Regions from separate parts of the Anas platyrhynchos genome. Here region 2 is linked to region 1. A link is a contact called in public Hi-C data. All regions are on one chromosome and are shown on one strand. Each heading gives the region's core, a stretch centred on a gene start, on an enhancer-like site or on the middle of the called end of the contact. The rest is flanking DNA. Distances are from core to core; before and after follow the strand shown. Region 1 overlaps EYS (eyes shut homolog). Region 2 overlaps LGSN (lengsin, lens protein with glutamine synthetase domain).

The links. A called contact is a pair of places that touch in the nucleus more often than the background predicts.
Region 2: a Hi-C map of skeletal muscle shows a contact between it and region 1, with 4 times the contacts expected there. The contact joins two enhancer-like sites. A contact is called at or near these places in 2 of 8 Hi-C or Micro-C datasets (skeletal muscle and small yellow follicle).

The regions. Positions count from the first base shown.
Region 1 is chr3:93,205,135-93,209,782 of IASCAAS_PekinDuck_T2T, forward strand. It overlaps EYS (eyes shut homolog), which reads left to right. Exons shown (of 30, transcript XM_072035108.1): 29 at 63-905; 30 at 1,010-1,020. The coding sequence ends at 1,020. It overlaps PHF3 (PHD finger protein 3), which reads right to left. Exons shown (of 15, transcript XM_072036313.1): 15 at 4,111-4,648. Among named protein-coding and RNA genes, the nearest start is that of PHF3, 51 kb to the right of the region's middle. Within about 2 kb of position 2,712, at least 4 of the 8 cell types and tissues checked have an H3K27ac peak or open chromatin away from gene starts, as enhancers often do.
Region 2 is chr3:93,347,474-93,352,121 of IASCAAS_PekinDuck_T2T, forward strand. All of the region lies in intron 1 of LGSN (lengsin, lens protein with glutamine synthetase domain), which reads left to right. Among named protein-coding and RNA genes, the nearest start is that of LGSN, 26 kb to the left of the region's middle. Within about 2 kb of position 2,463, at least 3 of the 8 cell types and tissues checked have an H3K27ac peak or open chromatin away from gene starts, as enhancers often do.

The DNA of each region.
Region 1 (4,648 bases), core at 1,462-3,961:
ATATGCTATTTTTCAACACACTGCCTCTAAAAAGTAAAACTATTTTACACTGTTTTCTACAGGTGACTTTCTATGTATATCATTAGTAAACGGATTTATACAGCTACGCTATAATTTAGGAGACAAGACAATCATCCTACAGGCTCTTCAGAAGATCCACGCAGATGGAAAAACATGGCATTTGCTCAAAGCAGGAAGAGTTGGTAATGAAGGCTACCTGGACCTGGATGGTACCAACATTACTCAGAAAGGCAGCGCTGGAATGAAGGCACTAGATGTGCACACAGATTTTTATGTTGGAGGGGTGTCTTCTCTAAGTCTTGTCAACTCAATGGCAGTAGAAGACGAACCCACAGGTTTCAGCGGCTGTATACGAGAAATTCTTATAAATGACAGAGAACTGAAGCTTACAGCGACAGACCCCAAAAGTGGAGCCAACGTCGGTGACTGCGATGGAACAGCTTGCGGGTATTCAGTGTGCAAAAATAATGGAAGGTGCCAGGTTGAAAACTCAGGCTTTTCTTGTTCTTGCCCCCAAGGGTGGATAGGGAACACGTGTGAAGAATCCGTTCACTGTTCACAGAACAGGTGTGGGTCTCGAGCTCTCTGTATTCCTCAGCCTGCGTTGTTCTCATATACCTGTGCATGTGCACTAGGCTGGTCAGGTAAGCACTGCGACAGTAAAATCAAATTTTTTACTGCAAAGTTTGTTGGTAACTCCTATATCAAATACATAGATCCTCTTTATGGAAAACGAGACCTCCAGTATACCCGCATTTCTTTAAATTTTTCTACAAATCAAGCTGAAGCCTTAATGGTATGGATGGGAAAAGCTGAAGATGAAGACAATGATTTCCTTGCCATTGGTCTAGCCAACGGAACATTAAAAGTTGTCATTAATCTTGGTGAAAGAATCTCTGTTCCTCTAATTCACAGCAAAGACTCCTCCACCTGTGGTGATGAAAGATGGCATTTTGTTACTGTAATCCAAAATCAAACTTGTATTAAGGTGTATCTTGATGAGGAACTAATTATTTTTGAAGATATTGATCCAGACAGAAAATACACTGCTTTAAATTATGGCGGCATTTGTTATTTTGGTGGGTTTGAAATTGGCAGAAATATCCATACAGTCACTGCAGGGCTTTTTCAGAAGGAATTCACTGGTAAAATTAAAGATATTGCACTCTTCCAGGATTCTAAAAAGGTTCAGCTAATGAAAGCAGAAGGTTATAATGTCCATAATGGAGATCATAGAAATTAATTGAAAAACTATTTAAGATCCTTTAAAAGTGATACATTTCATTTTTGTCCTGCCTCTTGTATTAGGTGAAAGTGTAATATTCAGGAACAAATGTAAGAAAGCAATTAGTAAAATTGTCTCCAATTCCTTTTCTTTTTTAATGTTGAGTATTAATAGCAGATATAAAATATTGTCAGAATTTTTACTTTACTCATAAGTACTTTTACATACATTTTGGTATTTACTTTAAAGTATTGAAGAAGTCTGATTTTTTCTTTATTGTGCTAGAAATAATTTTGTAAACAGATGGTAATTAGCTTGCAAAAATACAGTATTGTTTGTAGATAAGGACAACCTACCTGTTTTTCCAAAACTAAGTTTTATTAGAATGCATAGCTTCTCTTCTGTAGTTTGTAATTTTAAGACCAAGAGAAAAAGCAGTATTTGTAGGTGGAAAAAAAGTGTACTTGAGGTAAAAAGTGTATGTTAAAAAAATAACATGCACTTTCATAAAAATCATAACACCTCTAGTTAATTGTTAAGTCCACGATGACTGTATTTCAGGTAATGGAGTTGTTCTTCCTACCTTCCAAGTCTCTATCCATTACACATACTTTTATGTAAAACAGTAGAACTTAATAGACTGCTAAAATATTTAAAATCATTCTTCCATAAGGGTAGAAAAGATATTTTACTTAATTACTGAGCTCATACATATCCACTGAGGCATAAAAATATGCCTACTGTATTTCTCCACCAGAGGTCTCCCTGATTTGACTACATGAAAACTTCTTAACTATTTACAGCTGGAATGTGGGACAGTGGCAGTCTGCCTACAAATAACTCCAGTTCCTAATAGATTTAATAAAGTCGAACAACTGCTTTGCTTTAGCTATACCTTCCGGCTTTTATTCCTCTAAATGAGATGTTGAGATTTTACTAGACAAATTTTTAGCCACTATAAATTGAATTTCCATGACTATTTTTTTGAATTTTTAACATCAAAAGTAAAAATAGAACACTTCAATATATAAATACAAAAGAAATCAAGTTGTATTTTAATCTGCTTAGACACATGATTTGTGATGGCATTTGTTTTCCTCATTTGACTGCTGACTTACTGTATAAATAAAATATATAAAAATAGTAGTGATGGCTTCCTATCTTTTTCCCTTTTAACTTTACTATTTGCTCCAAAGCACATTATCCACTCTCAACTCCTTGCATGGGAATTTTCCCAACAGAAATCTTCAGTGGGTACTGATCAGGGACAAGCAACTTTTTTTTTCTTCTTCCTATAAAGCAGGTCAGGAACATAGACAATAGGCACAGCAAAACCAGGTGACACATGTTACTTGCCACATAACCATTACGAGTATGTGGCAACAAGTGCCTTGCCAGCAGTAAGAGATGACTCAAAGATTAACTGAGGGGCAGGGTGATGGAACTGCCACAAGATGTTCTAATAAGGCTTTGCAAACAACTTTGCGAGGTTCTTTCCATCCTCTTAAGCTGCTCTGAACCCTCAAGCGATCAGGCTGATGCAGCAGAGCTTCCTCCCCTCTTTCCAACAAGTAACGGCAGCTCACAAAGCCTATTTGGCATTTGAGCTGGCTCCAGATTCTTCTCCTCTTCGTTTCTCTTAGAAGGGCCTTTTAAGGCCATGTGATGCTGGGGAAGGGAGCGTCTTTAGGGTTTATCCTGTTCTCTCTGGGGTTCCTGGTGTACTGCCAGTTCCCCACGAGTGCACGCTGCTTTTTGTGGTCTGAGCAGTGATTCAGCATAAAACAAGTAACAATTAATCAGAGCATTCCCAGCTAACACCAATGTCAGAGGGAGAGTGACTGAAGGCAATGGAGAAGACAAGTCCTTCACCCCTGCAGCAGTGGGAGTTGTTCCTATTACCTTAACTGAAGTTCTAGGACCAAATTCTGTCAGCTGTCTCTGCCTGTTCATTTAAAATCTTAAAACTCTACCTCCAGAGCTGTTTCACTTTGGCACTCTTCAGGCTTCGCATACAAGAGGCAGGTAGTAAAGCAAGCTTGGGAAATGTTTACTTACTCTTTCCAAACAAAATGCTTCTGGTAATTCTGACAGAAAGCACTCCCATTCTCTTCAGTGCAGGCAGCTGCGATTTTCACCACTAACAGTTTATTTTTAGACCACCTTTGGACAAGTCAAAAGAAAACCTTCACAAGCAGAGCTACTGATTTAAAATGGATTTCAAACACAAACCAAGGTTGTGGTGCAGTTTTATATCTAAAGAACACTGGGGTAAATGTTTAAGCAACACAACGTGTGCATATTACTACCTGATATAATCGGTGGCACTACTGCTATCAAGATCATGGAATTAATTTGGAAAAAGCTAATTTAATGTCATTTTATCACACTACAAAACTCAGAAGGATAAATATTGCTTCTGGTTACTAACAGAGGATTTTTCCCTTTAGATCTTCTCAATTATGAGGCTAAGAAACATCACTGAATAAAAGGCTACTGCCCCCTTCATTTGGTGCAAGATTCTTTTTATTTTAGTTGAATTGACTGTGAATCTATCTGCAGGGTACCCAAATGAAATTTTACTTTAAAATACATCCATATTTAAAATGAACAGTTATTAGTGTGTTGTTAGACTGGAAAGACCTTCTGAAAAAGAAGAGGTTTTTCTACAGCAAAGTGCAAAATGCGATGTCCATACATAAGGTAATGTACTCAAAATAAAAAACAGAACACTGAGAAACAGAACAATAAACCTAACTTTTGGTTTACATAATGGAATGTTTTTCTTGTTTCTAACAGACTAGACAAAATGACCAGGGTATTTAAGGAAGGGTAAGAGCAGGAGATTTTAGTTTGTATTCAGGTTGTCTTTTTTTTATTTCTTCTTTTTTTTTTTTTTCTGCCTTTTAGTTTTTGAAATGGATAGCAGTCAATTTACTGAAAGTCCCAATGGTACAAATTTCCCTCTACCTTTCTCCCCTTTCTTCACCCCCCCCAAAACTCGGAATGACTTAGCCATAAGACCAGTGTGGCATTGTACAACTTAGCCTGCTATATTCATTTAGTCTACATTTTCACACCTATGAAATCAAACACACACAGTATGTGAGAAAGTTTTATCATTTTAGAATCAAAATATCCCTTAAAATATTTACATTTTACAGTAAAAAGGATAGCAAAACACAAAGTAATGTACAAGCTTAGGTATTCAAGTTTTTGAAGCATGGAAAATGGTGGGAGAAATGAATCAACTACCACAAATCATATTTTCAAGAACTTAGGTTAAAAATGCTTTCTTATTAAAACAAGTGCAGTTTAAAGCAATAACATTCGAGCAGCTCAGCCTTCCAATTTCTGGTCACAGACTGCTTTAGATGCTTAGGAAATACTTGAAAAACCAAT
Region 2 (4,648 bases), core at 1,213-3,712, 140 kb after region 1:
CAGTCTGAAACCAGCAAAAGTCTGTAAGTTTATGTGCTGTGCTGTTTTTTCCTTATTTCCATTAAAAACAGTTGTGTGAAAGTTCTGCTCCTGCAATTCATTTATCTCCAATGTAAAGTTATCATAAACATGTGTGTGAAAATAGTATGTTTATGACAGTCTACTGCAATGTCATATATAATTCTATGAGTTTGGAGGCAAAAAGGAGAACATTCTTTGGAAGAAGAATGGTAAGACATCATTTATGCTCTAGTATTATGGTAGATAGCAAATAGTAACTAACAGATGTTTTGTTGCTTTTTCAAAGATGAAAAGTGCTAAATAAATGCTAAAAAGTGGTGTTCTTATGAATAAATCTCAAAGAACAAAAATCCTGTCTTCATACAAGAGTTAATTTTCATAATAATAAAAATGAGAGGCAGAATAAAAAAAAATCCCTGGTAGCAACACCATAAAAAGAGAATGCTTTTCCCAAAAAACGTTTCCACAAAGCAACAGGGGTTCTCTGAAAGAGCTGTATTCTGTGAACAGTAGAAAATTTAATTCAGATAAACAAAAGCAATTAGTAATTGTTATTTCTTGAGCAGATTATTTTTAGGTAATTTTTCTGTGTGATGGATTCCATGTCCTCTACACTAATACAACAAGATAGGACAGGCAATCTGAATCAAGCCAGATCTGATAAAACTCCTGTTTTTTAGTAAAGTCATTTCATTAGTGTGAAAGGCTTTTGAAAAGGAGGAGTCCCATAGGAATGCACAGTATTGCCTTTTAAATTTTGATATCACAGCTATTTATTAGCTTCAGGCACAGGACGTCTGGTGCAAGCCATAACAAAGTCTCAGGGCTGTACAGTGACAATCTGTTCTCCGAAAGATTCATAAAAGAATTTAATACAAAAGCTCATCAGCCAAAAGTTTGTATAATATTAAAACTTTATAAATCTCAAATATTTCCCATGTTTCATGGTAGCGTGGCATCTCCTTGACTGATTAAATAGGTTCACAGGTTAATGACCTCTAGAAAAGTTTCATATTTTTTCATCACATTCCTGGGATATTTGGTTTCTTTTATGTTCACACTTTAGCCTCAGTTACAAGACTGAAAAGAGAAGTCAAAATGAAGAACATCTGCCTGAAGGCAGCCTAGCCCAAACTCCAGGTGAACCTGGAAAAACAGGCTGAAGATGTGGAGAAACTGGAGTAGAAGTGGCCATGAGTCACTTAGTTGAATAAAGAGCAAATCTGACATCCAGATCACGTTAGCTCACAATAGATTAAACCAGAATGAATAACCTCCTTCAGAACAATACAAAAAGCTTTCAGGTCTGGTCAGTGGTGGTTGGAAAAAGATGCTTTTAAACAGGCATTAAGCAGAAACAGCAATATCAAAGCTTCTTAAATTACCAAGAAGAAAATGTAACATTTTGTTTTCAATCTTTGGACCCACTGACTGACCTGGACAAAAACACAGTGTTCTTTGAGTGGTTCATCAATACCTCTAGAACTTCATTATAACTACAAACAAAAGAGCTGAAGTAGGTTAAGTAAACAAAACTAGAAACAGTTTCTTCCCTTCAATTTCAAATGCAAGTTGAAGTACATTGAGGAAAGAATTTTGTTTAATTTGTTCTCTGCTGTCCTACCATTGCGTGGTAACATTTTCAAACAGTGCTAGCTACCACTTGGAAGCAGAGTAACTACGAGAGCTGACTTTCTTCCCTGAAAGAAAATATTGACTTTTTGGTGAAAAAATGAATGCAAGAAGTCTGAACCTGACCTCATAAATTTTCAACTCCAAACTTTTATGTTTATATATATGTATATATATATATAAATTTGGAATGCTACCTTGTGAGAATTGCAGATCAATTACTTGTCTTTTTTTTTTTTCTTTCAAGATTTTCAGAGAGAATGTGACATCTCCCATGATGTATGATTACATTTCAACATTTAGTAGAAACATTTTTCTTCTAGAAACAAGCCAACCAAACAATGAAACTTTTCACAAGGCAGCGTGTGTGGGTTTGAAGCTTGTGGTGGATGAAAAACAAAGACTACATCAGCCACTTGCAAAGCTGGGGTAAAAGACACTCTGAATTCACCTTACTTTGATGTTATCATTCCATTTAAACTTACATATGAAAAAAGCTATGCCAAAAAATATAAATTAGAATGCAGGTCAAGCATCTGAAAACTAGGAATCACTATATCTACAGTTGCTTCTGAAATCTTAATTTAGCTACCAAGGGAATCCAGTTTCTTCATTAAAAATAAGAGGCAAAAAGAGGAAGAATAGGATGTGATTACATAATTAAAGACTGCATTGAAATGTAATTGCACAAGGGAACAGAATTAAAGTTGCCAGGAAGTAATTTATCTGATGTTTCTTAACTCCTAGTGTCTGACCTAAGTTCCTAGCTTGCATTCCCCGCCGTATGGTCACACACCAGCTGTGTGCCTGTGTTAAGGTATTGTTGTGCCAAGCTAACATGTTTAAGCACTCACTTGTTTTCTTTAACTTGAGCAGGGTAAAAGAACTCAAGTGACTGAGAGAGCAACAGCTAAAGTGACTCTCCAACATCTGGATTGAAGCTGTCCAGAATCTTTTTTGCCAGAAGCACAAGCAGAGCCTGCACAGGGGTTGCAGCACCTAAAAAAGTAAATGTCAACAAATACCTTGCAACCTGGGTAATATTCTTTTTGCATATTAATTTTTGAGTCAATTGCTTAGCTCTCTGTTATACAAGATGACTGGAACAACAACTGCTACATGACACTGTAAGAATCTCCATTATCAGATTTTGAGCTCTCAGTTATTTTTTAAATAACTGATGTCAAAACTCATCAGAGCTGACTTTTGCGCAATACGAGCCTGTTTTATTTGTGGGAGTCCGTATGCTAGTGCTTAGATGCCTTCATGTAGAAGAGTTACAAACACCGTGGTTCACCTGTGGAGTGATTTTGTATTCCACATGGGACTTCTTGACTGAGGATGAGTAGTTATGGCCACCTTTGTAAGCATGGGTGAAGGGATCTTGTCCATTTCAGCATGTTTTAAATTTCTACTTTTCAGTCAGAGCTAGAGGTCTTGAGCTCACTGTGTGGTTATGCTAGGAACTGTGGGGTTGTTCAGGTGCTGAAGGTGGGCTGTTCTCTGGGAGAAGTATGATTTACTTCTCATTCTTAAGCATTAAAATTTCCCCCAGCCTGTAGGATGTCACTCAGCTCCCTTTCACCAGTATTCAGTGACAACTCCTACCTTAGAATATTTATGTTTATTTTTTTTTCAGTGGGCTGCCAAAAAGTTCTGAGAAATAAAATTGAGAGAAAGTGGTTCTTAAAGCAGCAGTAGATGAACAAAATCTAATAAAATGCAGGCACAGCTCCTTTGTGGGCTCTGTGTTCCTGCTGCCTCCATTCCCAAATATCAAAGATTTGGTGGAAAATAAGGTATGATAAGAATTTATTGAAGAACAATATGCAATACTGTTTTGTAAGAGTAGTGGAGCCACAACCAGCTCCATGTGATAGTAACTGATTTTTGAAACAATCACAAGAAGGTTACTGCAATAACTAAATATAAGAATAGGGAGACCTTGAAAACTACAGTTATTTCTGCAAAATTATTTTAAAGATGCTCTGGTGCAATTGTGCAAAGAACTCTTCAACTCTCTGTGTGGACGCTGAGTCATTCTGATGTCAAATGCCTGAAGCCTGCCGGAAATTGCAGGTTTGTTGTTGCTGAGTCACAGTGGCATGTACATCTTGTTAACATTAGCTGGCACACAGGATATACATCTCTCACTTTCCACATGTCTCTTTGTCTCTCACAGGTTGGGAGGGCTGTGGTCTGCATTGGAGATGTCAGAGAGAGAATAATGCTAGGAATATCTTCAGACCGTGTTTATTTCTTTTTCATTTTTCAAGCCCCTAATTAAAACGGCATGCCAAGTTGAGGAGAAATGAATGTTATATAGGATGGGTCATTAATGACTTTTTAATGTATTCCCGTATTTGTATTAAAAAAAACCTTCCCCTGCTGCAGTAATGGAAAGTAAAAAAGCAGGTCAGAACTCTGTTACATGTGGTGTTAGCAGCACCACTTATTATGCACCACTGAAGGCACCATTGAAGAAAGCTACCATTCCCATTATGCAATAGTGTTTTTAGTTGTTTCCACCTTTTCTGAAATGCTGAGTTTAAGCCAAAACTTTTCCTACCCTGCCTGTGCCCCTGGCTGAGTTCCATAATATTTCAGCCAAATCGTTCAGCCCCTTCAACAAATGAACCCAGGAACAAAGTGCCATTTTGCTCATGTTAATACTTTGAGGCCTTTGAAACACTCCAGCACCACCCTGTTTTGAAGCGGGGATTTTGTTTAGCAGAGGAATAGCACTCATGTCAAGAATAAGCCTTCCACTTTATGAAAAACCTCCCCCACCTTTTTTTTTTTTTTTTTTTTTTTTTTTTTTTCCAAAGGCTTACTAGTTATGTCAATTGCAATTCATACAGATTCAGGAAAGTTGTGAGAAAGCTGGTATTTTAGGCTTCTTATAGTTGCCTTAGCTGACCAGATATGGTATGTGTGCTTTCCCTACAGAGTCAGTGTTCTTCAGTCAATGACTTTGGGGGAACTCAAAAAATAG